Regions from separate parts of the Mus musculus genome. Here region 1 is linked to region 2. The links are chromatin contacts, called in public HiChIP or PLAC-seq maps. All regions are on one chromosome and are shown on one strand. The core of a region is the stretch at or near the end of the contact, and the rest is flanking DNA. Distances in the headings are between cores, read along the strand shown.

Region 1 (7,621 bases), core at 3,028-5,527, 270 kb after region 2:
CTGTGGAGTTCAGAAGAGGGTGTCAGATCCTCTGTGAGTGAAGTTCCAGGTGGTTGTGAGCTACCGTGTGTGTGTGTGTGTGTGTGTGTGTGTGTGTGTGTGTGTGTGTGCGCGCGTGTGCGTGCTCGTGCTGGGAACCAGATTTGGGTCCTCTGGAAAGAGCAGTCAGCACTCTTAACTGCTGAGTCATCTCTGCAGGCCCCTAACATCTAACATTTTATATATAACGCACAGCACTTCATTCCAGAAAAGGATTGGAAGTAGACAGTGGACAGGGAGTGAGAAGAGTTGGGTGGGGATGGGAAAGGAGAACTTCCTGGCCTGGGCAGGAAGCAAGAATCTAGATTTGAGGACTAAGTGTAAGGAACTTCCTAGTGTTGGGACTACTCAAGTCTGACAGGTTCCTGGGATTATGAACCCCAGTTTCTGAGGCTTTTCCTGTCATGCCTGGCTCACCTCCTGTCGGGGCCTCTGAAGAAGGGGTCACCTATATTAGGAGAGGGGTGAATCCATCATCTTCTGCAATTCTAGGGTTCCAGAAGCCCAAGGAATCCAAATTTCCCAGGTGAAATTAAACATAATCAAGAGCCATTTGCAGCTTTTATTCTATTTTTTTTGTTTTTTTTTTAATTCTATTTTAAAAAGGGGAAGTTTTAATTCTAACTTATTTTTTATTTTTTTTTCCAAGATGGGGTTTCTCTGTGTAGCCCTGGCTGTCTTGGAACTCACTCTGTTGACCAGGCTGGTCTTGAAATCACAGAGATCTCTCTGCCTCTGCCTCCTGAGTGCTAGGATTAAAGGCGTGCGCCACCACACCCGGATCAATTACAATACTTCTGATTCAATGATTTGTTTCAGGTGCCAATAGCATTGTGGTTTGGGAAAGAATCCCATCCAGTCCTGATGAGCTTGAACTTGCTGTGTAGCCAGGATTGCCCAGGACTTCCGATCTTCCTGCTTCCACCTCCCAAGAGCTTCTGTCACAGTTCGAGCCGCTTCCCCAACAGACTGGGACCAAACCACCTGACTGTTTTTTTACTGCAGGTGTAGTATAAAGGCAGTGTTATCGTGGGGTGAGATCGTATGGGTAGTGCAGGAACCCACTGTCCACTCATGCATCACGCTCCCAAGATTCCATGAGGCAGCGGACTCTAAATTCACATATAACTTGTACAAATAAAGAGGGACTGGAGGACAGCTAGCTGCAGTTTGTAACCAGTTGCTTCATGTCCCAAAGGAATTGTTTTTAGACTATCCTTTATGCCTTTTTAGTTTCTTATGGTTTTAGGTATGGCAGAGTAATATGAAACCCAAGGTTATTATACCAAAAAGTGTGTGTGTGTGTGTGTGTGTGTGTGTGTGAGATCAGGCCTTTAGAGGGTGCCCTGGTCTGTGAGGGACCATCTCACATTAGGCTAATGGAGGTGGGAAGACTGCCCTAACTGTGGACAACTATTTCATTGCTGGGGCTCTGGACTAAGGCAAAGGCCAGAACCATTAACTCTCTGGATTGGATACCAACAAGACCAGGAGAGAGATCCTCAACTTTTGGGGGTTTGGCATCTGGGATTTCAGTGGTGGAATGTGCTGTCTGTTGGGCAGACTGCAACAGCTTCAAGGCTAGGGTGGCCCCTGTCAGAGGCAGATAAGTTCTGCCCCAAGACTTCATAGTAGATCAAGTTCCCAGTTAATACTGATGTCAGCTGGACAGGCTGTAGAATCAGCAAGAAAACCAGCCTCTGGTGCTGTCTGTGGGACCATCTCACATTAGGTAATGGAGGGGGGAAACCGCCCTAACAGTGGACAACGCTATTTGATGAGCTGGGTCCTGCACTCAAAAGAAAGGGAGAGCTAGCTGAGTACCAGCATATACCTTCTTCACTTCTGGACCACAGGTACAGTGTAAACAGTGGCCTCTGGTCCCTGCTACCCTGACTTCCCCACATGACAGACAAACACACAGGACACAATCTATCTCTGCTTGCTTCCCTTTTTTGGGGTGGGGGGAGAATTTAATGTCAGAAGTGAGAGGGGGAGTCGGAAACGTATGCTGCAGTGTGTTTTATTTTGTCGTTTGGAGGCAGGACCCTGCTCTCTAGCCCAGGCTAGCCTCAGTGATCTTCCTGCCTTTGTCTCTCGAGTGCCAGGGTTACCAGCCTGAGCTGCCATGTCTGGCTGGTGTGGCCTTTGTGGTGGGGCCAGTGCTGTCTAAATCCTCATCCAAGTACTGTTCAACTCAGGGAGCCGCAGATGGAAGCCCACTAAAGTTAAAGAGCTCACTAAATTCTGATGCCTTCAGCCTTGGGAGGATGCTGAGCCGAAGGGAAGGCCAGGCCCTGAGGGCACCATCTGGGAGCTAAGCAGCCAGGGCAAGTCACCTAGTCTATAAAACGAGCAAAATATAATTTATTGCTATGAAAGCTTTAGCCCTAAAACTGGTCCAGAGGAACTCAACAAAGTGAAGGTGGTGCTGTTTTTAAGTGGATGAAGATTTACACCGCGATGTCAATTCTCACAGCCTTGTTCTCTGTCCCCAGGCCACTGGCAGTATTTACCCACAGCCTGGGTGAGTGTCCCTGAGGTCAGCTAGGTTATGACAGTGGAAACTGTCAGGTAAGTCCAAGAGACAGAATTGCCTGTATCCAGCCAGGGCCACCTGGGCTGCTGCCCTTTGCTCCAGCTCCCTGAACACCCAAGTGTATTTTATGACACTTCTTCAGAATTCCAGACTTAGCTGGAAGAAGGCACCCAGGGACAGAAAAAAACCACACACACACACACACACACACACACACACCATGTATCATGGTAGAGAGGGACCTAGATGGGGTTTTGCAGCCTGGGCCCAAGAATCCAGGGCTAACTAAATCTTCATTGTTTGTAAGCACACACCCCTATGCCATAAGGCACGTTGACTTTAAACGGTGTTTAACCTTAGGAGAATCGTGCATTCAGCGTGTTGGCCAACCAAAGGGCTCCAGAAGGGAAACTGAAACTGCACCCACTGAACAGTTAACTGCCCATCACTTCCTTCCCTGTCCCTGGAAATCACCATGCTGCCTCTTGCCTATGTAAAGTTGACTATTCAAAGTAGCCATGTAAGTGAAATAATAGACTACTGGTCTCCGTGACTGGGTCCTTTTACTTAGCATAATGTTCCCAAGGTCTGTGCATGATGGAAGCTGGTGTCAGATTTTCCTCCTTTTTAAGGCTGAATAATGTTCATTGTTCGCAGGCCATACTTTGTGTGTTCTTTTGTCCATGGGCACCTGTAGCTGCTATGCTATGAGCAATGTTATGAACATGAGTGTGTAGATATGTTTGTGTCTCTGCTTTCAATTGATTTCAAAATGCTTCCAGAAGTGGGATTACTGGGTCATAAATTATATATATATATACACACACACATATACATATATACACACACATACACATATACATGTATATATGCACACACACACACATATATATACATATATATATAATTTACATACACATATTGGGACTTCCTACAGTGTTTTCCATAGCTATGGTAACATTTTATATCTCACCCAGCCATCCAGCCACATTACAACTTCTTTTACATCTTTACAGACACTTGCTATTTTCTGAGGTGTGTCCATAACTAAGAGCTATTTTATTAGATCTAAGTGCATCCCATTACAGCATTGATTTACATTTCCCTGGTGAGCAGAGATGCTGACTCTCTTCAGTGCACTGGTACCTGTGGGTCTTCTCTGGCGAAGCATCTATCAAGCTCTTTGCCCATGTGTTAGTCCAACTGCTTTGCCCTTCCTTGCTAAATTCTCTGTCTTGATAAACCCCGATGGGACGCCACACTGCATTCTGTCACAGTTTTCATGGCTTGGGGTGCTAAGCCCATAGCCCACAGAGCATCAGAATCATCAAGGGGCTTGAAATATTGAGGCACATGCCTGAATTTTGGTCTACGGCAGAGTGTGTTACTAAAAAAACGAAACAAAACCCCTCCAGATTTCAGGAGTTGGAAATCACAATAGTCTTTGTCTTTTGTGGGGTGTTGCCCACAACTACCTGCTGCTGAGACAGTGAGAGGAAGCTGTGGAGAGAAGATTAGATCTCAGAAGGCCCAACTCCAGCGAGGATCCTGAGAGACCAGGGCGAGGAAAGGAATGTCAAAGGCAGGCCCGCCCCAACTCTGTTACAAAGTCTGGATTTTTCTTGACAATCCCGTGAGTCAACACCATTGCCTGTCTTGGAACAGCCCCCTCCTGCCCTAGAGGAGGCCCGGGAAAGGAGGGGCAGAAGAACCCTAGAGCCATCTAGAGGCCTGCAGGCTAAGTGTGCAGAGAGTGAGGTGTGGGGTGGGAGCTCCTTCTGCCTGGCTCCTTGTGGCTTGGGAGAGGTACAGTGCCTTCCTGTGGCCCAGACTCTCTTTGGAAGATGGAAGCCTGGGCTAGTGCAGAGGTTCTCAACCCAGGCTGAACCTAACATTCACTTCTCATGCCTCAGACAGGGATTCTGGCTCCAGCCAGTTCTGGGTGCTGTTCTGGAAGGCTCGTGCGACTTTAATGGACACACTGGTTGAAGACCTGTTCTAGGTGCCCTGAGTTCCCTTCCTGATGTGTAGTCCTTATGCTCCTGTTTCTGGCCCAGTTATCCATAGAGCATTTAGCGTATCATAGATAGTCCTGGGACCTCACACAGCCTGTAAGGTATCGACTTGTGCCAACCCACAAAATCTAGCAGGGCTAGTTCCTTTTTCCTGGGAACTGAAGAAGAAATCAATTCTGACCTCCACATTCCCAGTTTGAGGCTGTCCTCTCCTATTCCACAAAGCCCGGGGAACGCATTCAGGGTAATTTCTACTGTGGCGTGCCTACTGAATAAAATCAACAGCTGGCAGAAGAAAGCGCCAGGTTGCTAGTAGGTGGCCAGGCTGGGAGGCAAGCAGAATCAGCTCACTGGGTCTCTGTTGCTTCCAAACGTGGTCTTTTATTCCGGGTATGAGGGTGCCTATAGCATCCTGTGTCCTGACGGTGGGGGGCAGAGCGCTACAGTGCTCATGTCTATATTCACACCCCCAACCCCACCCCGTCTCACTGTTGCTCAGGCAGCCCAGAACTTGTGGCAAGCTTCCTGTCTCAACCTCCTAGGAGCTGGGAGTATAGGTGTAAGCTACCATGCTTGGCCTGACACCCTATTTTCTAGCTCAGCTGGAATGGGAGTGGCTTCACACACTGCTGCTTTGCAGGCCCAGCCGGCCTATGCTTGGAAAGAGAGGCCAACCTGCAACTAAAGAGCCAATGCAGACTGGTGGTCACTTTTGGAAGCCATTCTGGTTGGTTCAGTTAGCTAGAAAGTCCTGCAACTGCTTGCCTCCCTCCTTTCTTCTCCCTTTCCCACCCTGGTCCTCAGCTCTCATTGGGTCCTATCTCTACAGCTTCCCCTAGTCTGTCCCATGGGAGTTTCACCCTGAATGCCTCTCACTAGCCTCTGATTCTCCATCCTTGGTTTGATGCTAACCACCTGCACACGTAGTGAGCCCATCTTCTCGGAGGGTGTGCACATATCATTCAGTCACAGGCTGGAAAGGGGGTGCGGGCTCCTCAGGGAAAAGAACCCATACCTGGGATCTATGAAAGCTATCTTTCTCTCCTTTACTGGCTGCACTCTAAGGTCTGGGTTTGTGGAAGTTTGTAGGCACTTACTTTGCTGGACAACAAAGGTTCGGGGTAAGTCCCAGGACTGGGGAGTGTTGAGTGTGCTTTGTGTGTGCAAGCTCTGGAGAGAGAGAGAGAGAGAGAGAGAGAGAGCCATTTTTCCTCACCTAACTCAAAACAGAGGCGCACTCTAATCCTGATTTTAGTCTTCCTTTACACTAAGGATGTCAGAGGGCATTGGTGGACATTGGTGGGCATTGGTTTCTTCAAAGGAACTTGTAATTACAAATTCTATACAGCTTCTCCATAGTGTCCCCAAGGTCCTCAAAGGAAAGAGGGGAGGAAGAAGATAGTGGCTCAACTAAGGGTGGGGTGTAGCTGTGTGTGTGTGTAGGAGGAATCAAGGTTTTTTTTTTTCCTCACTAAACTTGTTTTAATGGTCTCAAAATTCTGTGACAGATTTTTGGTTGTTTCCATTAAAAAGTACTGATTTTGAAAACTAATAACTTAAAACTGCCCCCCACCCCACACACACACAAATGGTCCACAAAACATTCTTTCCTTCTGAAGGTTTTAAAATGCATTGTTATCATTAACCAGTCTTTTACTATTAAACTTAAATGGCCAATTGAGACAAACAGTTCTGAGTCCGTTCTTCCACCACTGATTAAGACTGGGTGGCAGGTGTTAGGGGTAATATTCATTTAGCCTTTAGTTTGCATTTCATATGGAAATCTCCCTGAGGCTGAAGAGCTGGGCACTACGAGAATGGTAGTCCACCACCTCCACCTAGTGGTCAGAAGCAGAAATTCATGGTCCCAGCCTTCCATGTATCAGGCAGCCTGCCCTGGGTCTCATGCACAGATGGAATCCCCATGCTAATATCTGACCATTTACACAACTCAGATCTAGACTAAGATTTGGTTCTCTGTCATTTTCTGGGCCTCAGTGTCTTCAACGGAAGATGCATGAGTTTGAGGCCACAGTGGTTTTGGAAGACAGTGTTCTCAGACTCCACTGTGAACCAGCCACCTGAAGAACTAGCTGGTGTAGAGTCACTCACGGAGCAGGTAGATGGGGCCTGAGCGGCCCTGCTGCTAACAGGCACACAGGAGCTGCTATGGTGGAGAGCTTTTTTGGAGAGCCACTACAGTTAGTCTCCCTGGCACCAGTAAATAAGAGGCACACGGAAAACAGACCAGGCCTGGATAACGGCGATCAGTGGCTATTCTTGATTGTCAAATTGACTACATTTGGAATTAACTAAAACCTCCAAATGGAGGGCGCCCCTGTGAGAGATTATATGCCTGATCTGAAGTAGGAAGACTCACTTCTAATCTGGATCTTGGAGGTGGAAAGACACACCTTTAATCCAGATCTTTTGAGATGGGAAAACCCATCTCTAATCAGGTTCACATCTGCCAGAAGTCTACATAAGCCACGGAGGAAGGAAGCTTCACTCTTAGCCTGCTTTTTCTAGCCTTGCTAGAAGGTTCATTCCTTCACCGGCCTTAGAGCCAACTTCTTCAGGACCCCAGCGCACACTGAAGACCAGCTGAGACGTCCAGCCTTGTGGACTGAAGAACTACTGAATTCTTGGACTTTCTGTTCATGGCCAGCCATTGTTGGGTTAGCTGGACCACACCCTGTAACTTATTCTAATAAATCCCCTTTATATATGTAGGATTTATTATGTATAAATGTATATCATATATATTCATTCTATAAGTTCTGTTACTCTAGAGGACCTGGACTAATACACTGAGTGCATCGAAGGAAAAAAGAGGCAGGGTGACCTCTGACCCTGAGCAGAGGGGCTAGTCAAGCCCTACTCGGCTGTGACCAGTTGCTGGGGTTGCTCAGTCCTCCTGTCAGGGTGAAAACTCAAATCTAGATGTAGTAGTGTGTATAGGGAAAGCTGGGAGAGAGCTTGGAGGTTAGTGGTTCAGCCATTGTTTCATTGTTTTTAAGATGAGATG
Region 2 (7,614 bases), core at 2,361-4,860:
GACAGGAACCCCTCTGCAGAAAAGCAAGAACCATCGCCGGCTACGGCTACTCAAGGCCTTCCTTCCCCCATCCCTTCTGTAAACCTTGCAGCTTTCTAGGAATCCAGGAAGCCACATTTCCCGAGAAAGGCCCTCTAAAACCCTGAGCAACCCTAGTGGCTTCTGGCTTTACCTTATCAGATTATAATCCTCTGCAAGGCATTTCTCTTGCCAAAAGGCAAAGAGACCCTGGAGAGATAATGGCTCAGTGACTAAGAGCATTTGTGATTCTGGAAGAGGACCCAGGTTGGGTTTCTAATGGCCTGTGGAGGCTAACAAAGCGTCTCTAACTCCAGTTCCGGGAGATCTGACGACCTCAGGCATGTGTGCTGTGCACATACAAAATAAAAATAAGTCTGTTAGCAACTCTTGCAGTACCTTGAGAGACCCCAGAATGGCCCATACAAGGAATGCTAAGACCCTTCATTGCTTACTCTCCAGTGAGAAGCTCAAACTCACACTCGGGTGTGGCTTACTTTCTTCTTAAGCTTATACTAAAATGTCTTCAATAAAAATCTCCTGACTGTGCCTGACAAACTGGCTAGTCCTGAAATTCTTTCCAGTGGTGAAGCCATGAACCCTGGTTTGGGCTCAGTCAAGGCCCTAAAAGGCTAGGGAGCTCCAGGCAGCTGAGGGTGACAGTCGGGGGCTGTGTCTCTCTATCCCTCCTCACTGACATTGTAGCTTGGTGGTATATTTGAAATTGGAGAATATGATACCTGCGGCTTTATTCTTTTTGCTCAAAACTGCTTTAGCTCTTTGAGATGAATTTTAGAATTTCTTAAAACAATTTTAGTGAAAAATGCATAGGGCTTGAATAGGACTCTGCAGATCCATTTGGGTAGCATGAGTCTTTTAACAGTGATCCAACCCACATACATGTCCCTCCGTTTTGTTTTTACGTGTAATGTGTATGAATGTTTTGCTGCACACATGCACATGTACCATGTGTGTATCTGATTCCTGCAGAGGTCAGGAGGCAGCCCTGGATTCTCTGGAACTAGAGTTATAAAAGGTTGTGAGCTACCATGTCCACTTCAAGAGCAACCAGTGCTCATAACTGCTGAGCCTTCTCTTGAGCCCCTCCCTCCCCCTTTTAAAGATTTATTTATGCTTATGAGTACTCTCTTACATGTATGTATACCTACATGACAGAAGAGGGCTTCAGATCCCATTGTAGATGATTGTGATCTGGGAATTGTGAAGGTGTGCTTGCTGGGAATTGAACTCAGGATCTAGCCAGAGCCATCTCCAGCCCTCCCCTCCCCTCCCCTCCCCTCCCTTCTCTTCTCTTCTCTTCTCTTTTTTTTTTTTTTTTAAGATTGGAAATCTCCTTTATTATTGAAATTTATTTCTAAGTTATTCGCTTGTGTTTTGATGTTGTATATGGGATTGTTTCTTTCTTTTTCAGATAGCTTGCTGTTAGCATATAGAACTGTACTGATTATTTACAATATTAGTTTATTTTTTATTTGTGTGTGTGTGTGCGTGCATATGCACTCGAGTGCTCATTTGTGCTGCGGTATGTGTGTCTGGAGGTCAAAGGACAACCTTGTGGCATTTGTTTTCTCATTCCTCCATACTGGGATTCCAGAGATTTAATTAGGTCATCAGGCTTGTCTGGCCAGTCCCTTTAACCACTGTTAAATGTTACGTTAAGATACATAATTATTTTTATGATACTTAGTGGAACTTGGGAACACTCTGCTGCTTCCCAGTATTTTCTTCATTCTTTTGGTTTTCCTTTCCTTGCCTTATCTTCCTCCCTCCAGAGCAGAACTTTTGTCAGGCAGGCTGGCATATTCTTGTAACAAAGGCTGGGAACCTCCTTCCTCCGTCCAGTGTGCATGCCCCGTCCTCTGTACAAGGCAGCGGCCAGGGGAACGCGGGTCTTAATTGGATCCTTCTCATTCAGAGAAAAGCTCTGCTCTTGGCCAGAGGCTCTTTTTCTCAGAGGAAGGGAAAGATGGGCATGGGCAGGTTACCAAGGACACCTGTGCTGTTGGCGCAGGTGAGGAGGAAGGAGAGAGAGCCTTAGATTTCATCTCATTTCCACACTAAGACCTCTCCCCCAGCTCAGTGGGGGCTCATCTGGCTTTGAAGTTTCCTTCTAATACTAGCTTCGGATTTTTTGTTTTGTTTTCCGAGACAGGGTTTCTCTGTTTAACCCTGGCTGTCCTGGAACTCACTTTGTAGACCAGGCTGGCCTCAAACTCAGAGATCCGCCTGCCTCTGCCTCCCAAGTGCTCTGATATATATTTTTTTTAATGATCAAAAATGTGTGTTGAATTATTTTATTTTATTTATTTTTAAAAGTTTTTTGGCTTTGTTTTTTAAAAGATTTATTATTATATGTAAGTACACTGTAGCTGTCTTCAGACACCCCAGAAGAGGGCGTCAGATCTCACTATGGATGGTTGTGAGCCACCACGTGGTTGCTGGGAATTAAACTGGGGACCTCAGGAAGAGCAGTCAGTGCTCTTAACGCTGAGCCATCTCTCCAGCCCTAATTTTTTTAAAAAAGATTTTATTTATTTTATGTATATGAATACACTGTAACTGTCTTCAGACACACCAGAAGAGGGCATAGGATCCCATTACAGATGGTTGTGAGCCACTATGTGGTTGCTGAGAATTGAACTGAGGACCTCAGGAAGAAATTCAGTGTTCTTAACCCCTGAGCCATCTCTCCAGCCCATGAATGAATGAATTAATGAATTAATTTTAAAGTTTGTGAGTATTCCTTTATTTGGGGTGGGCTTGCATGCATACACCTTATTTGGAGTGAACCAGGGCTATATATCCCAAGAATTAATTTTTAAAAGTCATTTGTTGCAGGGTGGTGGTGGCTCACTCCTTTAATCCCAGCTCTCTGGAGGCAGAGGCAGGCGGATCTCTGTGAGTTAGAGGTCAGCCTGGGCTACGGAGTGAGTTCCAGGACAACCAAGCTACACAGCGAAACCCTGTCTCAAAAACAAACTCCTTTGAGGCATGGCCCCTCACAGAAGCTGAGGTAGGCTGGTAGTCAGCAAGCCCCAGCCATTTTCTTGTCTCTGCTTCCCCAACAGTGTTGGGGTTACAGCTGTGTGTGGCCTGGCCAGGCTTTTTAGGGATTTGAACTCCTGCTTCCTCTTCCTTCTGAGTCATCCTCACAGCCCCTGAATAACTGTCCCTTCCCTTTCCTACCCTTTTCCTTCCTTCCTTCCTCAATTCCTTCCTCAATTCCTTCCTTCCTTCCTTCCTTCCTTCCTTCCTTCCTTCCTTCCTACCTTCCTTCCTACCTTCCTTTCTCCCTCCCTCCCTCCCTCCCTCCGTTGATAAGGTCTCACTATGTAGCCCTGGCTAACAGGGAACTCACAGAGACCTGCCTGCCTCTAGAGTGCAGGGATAAAGGCACCACCACACCGAGTTTTGGGAAAAGTCTCCCTACATAGCTTAGCCAGTCTGGAAATAAATCCCTGTGTAGCTCAGGGCTGGTCTAGCTCCTGATTCTCCTGCCTCCTCCGAGTGACTACGCCCAGTGCTTTCTTTGTTACCTATTGGACACTGACAGGTTTTCCCTCCTTGGCCTGCTAGTAGATTTGCTGAATCAATGGCTCCCTTTATCTTACCAGTCTCTTGTTTCTCCACTAAGGGTGTGCGCCTGCTGGCCTTCTTTAAATAACTGTAGATTTTGATGAGTTAATATCCAGAGTAATTGGATTTGGGATTTCTTTCTTTTTTCTTTTTTCTCTTTTAACATCTAAATGAAACTGATCTCTTTTTTTACCACCACCCTATTTTTGGGTTCTCTGAGTGTAAGAAGACCTTTTCCATCATAAAGGGGAGCATTTGCTTACTAAAAGGGAAAAGAGAAGCCTCGTTGACCCAGCAGGAGCAGGAGTTGCTAACTAATGCACATGGTTAGCCGAGACTTCAGAGACTGCCTTAGCCCCAGCAAAACCTGAAGTTAGCACTGGGGTTCTTTATAGCCTCAGACCTGTTAAGGGAGTGACTCCCATGCTGGTCCTCACCGGGGCACTCTGAGACTTACTTCATTAGTCATGCTTTTAAATTTAATTTATTATTATTTATTATTATTATTAGGAAGGTCAGGGGAAGGCATCCTGTTCCTTGGAGCTGGTTGCAGGTGGTCGTGGGCTGCCTGATAGGAGTGCTGGGAACCAGGCTCTGGTTCTCTGAGAGAGCAGCAAGCGCTTTGGCTGAGCCCTCATCCCTCCTTCCCTGCCAATGATGTTTATAGCTAGAAACTGACTGATGGATTTTCATCTTGCTTTGAAGGGCTCAACATATGCACTAGTGGAAGTGCCACCTCGTGTGAAGAATGCCTGTTGATCCACCCAAAATGTGCCTGGTGCTCCAAAGAGGTATGTGTACTGGGGTGGGAGAGGGGAGGGGCAGAGTGGGTGGGACAAGAGCCACAGAACTTTCCATCAGAGGCTGATCAGGTGCTGGCTCATTCACCCGGCTCTGACTTGTTCTAGATGTTTGCGTACGAGGTTGTACTGAATAATCACCTCTTTAGCCCATCACCTTACCTCTCCAGGTTTTTCGTTTTGTTGTTGTTGTTTTTTTTGTTTTTAAAATATGAGACAGTCTTACTAAGTTGTCTGGGCTGGCTTTGAATTTGCTCTCTAGCCTAGGCAAGTCTTGAATTTACACTCCTCCTGCGCCTGTATTTCCAGCACCTGTGCTGCTAGGCCAGCCTCAAGGGTTTCTTTTCTGGGTTCTTTCCTTGTTTTGTTTGTGCGTGGTACTGAGGATTGAACCTAAGGTGTTATGCACGTTAGGCAAGCGCTTTAACCCTGCGGGACGTTTTGTCCTCTTTTGACTGAGTTGCTCACAGGGTTAGGGATTGATTCCGGGGGCCTTGATCTACACTGAGCTGCACTCCCAGGCTATACGTTCTGGTCTCTTTGTAGTGTTGAGTGTTAATCCTATTTGGAGAAACCAGACTCTGTTCTCTTTTGTGTGAGAACCAGATAGGACTCAGCTATAGTCTCCTGATCTTTGGCTAAGCATTCTGAGGAAGACAGGAGCTTGTGAAGTGAGTTTCTTGTGTAACAATTCAAAGTAGGCTTGGGCTGGTGGTGTCTGTAAATACCATAAAGGAAAATAATGGCTCTTCCTTTAAAGGAAGTTTAAGAAAAAAAAAAGTTTATTCTGAGTCCCTGTGGCCTGGGAACAAGGATTCCAGTATGTTCTACCCTGGATAAGTTAAAGGAAGTTTTGTAGTTACAGAACAAAAGGAAGTCAGACATATATCTGCTGCTAACATTGGTGAGAGCATCAGCAGGTTCTACTGTAAAGCTGGGGAGTCTCTTTAACAGGTTTTCTTCCTTATGTTCTTCTGTCTGTCTGTCTGTCTGTCTATCTCTCTCTTTTTTTTTTTTCCTTTTTTTCCAGACAGGGTTTCTCTATTTAGCTTTGGCTATCCTGGAACTTGCTCTGTAGACCAGGTTGGCCTCAAACTCACAGAGACCTGCATGCCTCTGTGTATGTGTGTATGTGTGTGTGGGGGTACCAATGTCGGGCTTCTTTTTAAACTTTTAATTAGACAGGAACTCATTGTATAGCTCTGGCTATTCTGGAACTCTCTAGACTAGGCTGACCTGACACTCACAGAGCCAAGTGCTGGAATTAAAAGCATGTGCTACCATGCACGGCCCTTATTTATTTATTTACTTATGTGTATGTATGTAGATTTATTCTTGTGCGTGCAGATGCCAGAACCATCAGACCCTCTGGAGCTGGAGTTACAGGTGGGTGTGAGCTGTTCAACATGGTTCTGGGTCTCTGTGTAGTATGCTTTTACCAGCGAAGCCATCTCTGCAGCTCTATAGAGTTCATCTTTTCCTGTTTTTTGTTTGTTGTTTGTTTGTTTTTCAAGTCAGAGTTTCTTTGTGTAGCTAACTTTGTAGACCCGGGCTGGCCTCGAACTCACAGGGCCTCTGGGCATGCCTACATTAATTGAGTGGAGATGACCCACCCACTGTGGTAGCAACCAGGCCCTGTGTGGCATCCTAGACTGTATAACCTAGGAGGTGAATGACAGCTTGCTTTCATCATACTCTGCTTTCTGATTGGGTGATGGGAGCAGCTACCTGGAGCCTCTGCTGCCTCGACTTCCCCACCATGATGGATGGTACCCTAGAACTTGAAATTGCTTTTATTAGAGTCTTTCATCGCAGCAACAGGAAAACAAAGTGGGGCAGGATCTCTAGCCCAGGCTGGCCTCACTCTGGACGCAGGGGACCATGACTGTGGACTTCCCGTCCTCCTACTCCCCTTTACTGAGCGCTGGGACCACAGGCTGTGCCACCACTCTTGGTTGAGCTGACGCTAGGGGTTGAAACCAGGACCTAGTGGGTATCAGGCGAACAGCCCGCCAGCAGAGCTGCATCCCCAGCCCTGTCTCATGGGTTTTTGATGCTACAGCATTCTTAGTTTTAGGATTGGTGGAACCCAGAGGTCTGCCACACTTAGGGATGCAGTGAGACGCTTATTTGTTTTGAACTTGGATCAAATACTAAGTTATTAGACGCGTTCTCACGACCGGCCAGGAAGAACACCACAGTCCAGAATCTTCTGCGGCAAAAACTTTATTGCTTACATCTTCAGGAGCCAGCGTGCAAGAAGCAAGAGAGCAAGAAGCAAGAGAGAGAGAAAAGCAAGAGAGCGAAAAAGCAAGAGAGAGAGAAAACGAAACCCCGTCCCTCTTAAGGAGCATTCTCCTTCGCCTCGGACGTGTCACTCCTTGATTGGCTGCAGCCCATCGGCCGAGTTGACGTCACGGGGAAGGCAGAGCACAAGTAGTCATAAGATACCCTTGGCACATGCGCAGATTATTTGTTTACCACTTAGAACACAGCTGTCAGCGCCATCTTGTAACGGCGAATGTGGGCGCGGCTCCCAACATCTCCCCCTATCCTTTTAATAAGAGCAAATAGGCCACCCATATTAATGAGAGTGGAGATAGAGGTCAAATCCCCAGTGTGTAGGTAAAGGAGCCATGTACAGGATTAGCTCTTAGGCTTACAGGCTTTTACCCAGAGCAACCCTGACCTGCTCCCGTGTCGTTTTGCCTGGGGGAAGGGAACTAGGACACTGAACCTTCATGAAAGATGACATGTCTCCCTAGAATAGGCTCATATATGCCGCAGAGCCTTTCCATTGCAGTGCTTAGCCTTGCAACTCTCTCGGGCTGCTGAAGCACACTCACTCTATCCCGTGCAATGAGACTAGCCTCGTGGGATATAAGAGCTGAGTGGCCAGCGACCTATTGCCTAAGCATAGATATATCATATATCAGGGGGAGCTCCATGTTCTAGTCCTGCAAGCGCCTGGGCAATAACCACCTTGTCTCTCCTAGTTTAGGCCTTAAGCTTACAGACCAATCAAAGAAGCAACACTAATCCACAGCAAAGTGTATCTCCAAATAATATTAATCCCACCCATTTTTTAAAGAAAGAAAATGCTGAGGAGATCCAATTGGGTAATCCTTTGGTCAGCGACAGGTCCAAGCGCGTGGAGTTGACCTGAAGTCTCAATTCCCGAAGGATCTGTTCAAATTCA

What was found. HiChIP or PLAC-seq counts read pairs in DNA pulled down with a chosen protein or histone mark.
Region 1: a contact with region 2 is called in an H3K27ac HiChIP or PLAC-seq map of extraembryonic endoderm stem cells. The contact joins two enhancer-like sites. A contact is called at or near these places in 3 of 39 promoter capture datasets (the 3T3-L1 cell line, hematopoietic stem and progenitor cells and hippocampal neurons), 2 of 15 datasets of contacts at CTCF or cohesin (the NIH/3T3 cell line and large pre-B cells), 3 of 484 Hi-C or Micro-C datasets (B cells, the P5424 cell line and cortical neurons) and 19 of 115 datasets of contacts at active chromatin or transcription factors (CD8 T cells, bone marrow-derived macrophages, craniofacial prominence and 13 more).

What each region holds. Positions count from the first base shown.
Region 1 is chr16:34,108,429-34,116,049 of GRCm38.p6, forward strand. The region is part of intron 34 of Kalrn (kalirin, RhoGEF kinase); the gene reads right to left. Among named protein-coding and RNA genes, the nearest start is that of Gm41448, 7.9 kb to the right of the region's middle. Within about 2 kb of position 4,278, at least 37 of the 459 cell types and tissues checked have an H3K27ac peak or open chromatin away from gene starts, as enhancers often do. A contact at or near this core is called in bone marrow-derived macrophages and extraembryonic endoderm stem cells, where this site is marked.
Region 2 is chr16:33,840,666-33,848,279 of GRCm38.p6, forward strand. It overlaps Itgb5 (integrin beta 5), which reads left to right. Exons shown (of 15, transcript NM_001145884.1): 2 at 4,321-4,406. Among named protein-coding and RNA genes, the nearest start is that of Itgb5, 15 kb to the left of the region's middle. Within about 2 kb of position 3,611, at least 18 of the 459 cell types and tissues checked have an H3K27ac peak or open chromatin away from gene starts, as enhancers often do. A contact at or near this core is called in bone marrow-derived macrophages and extraembryonic endoderm stem cells, where this site is marked.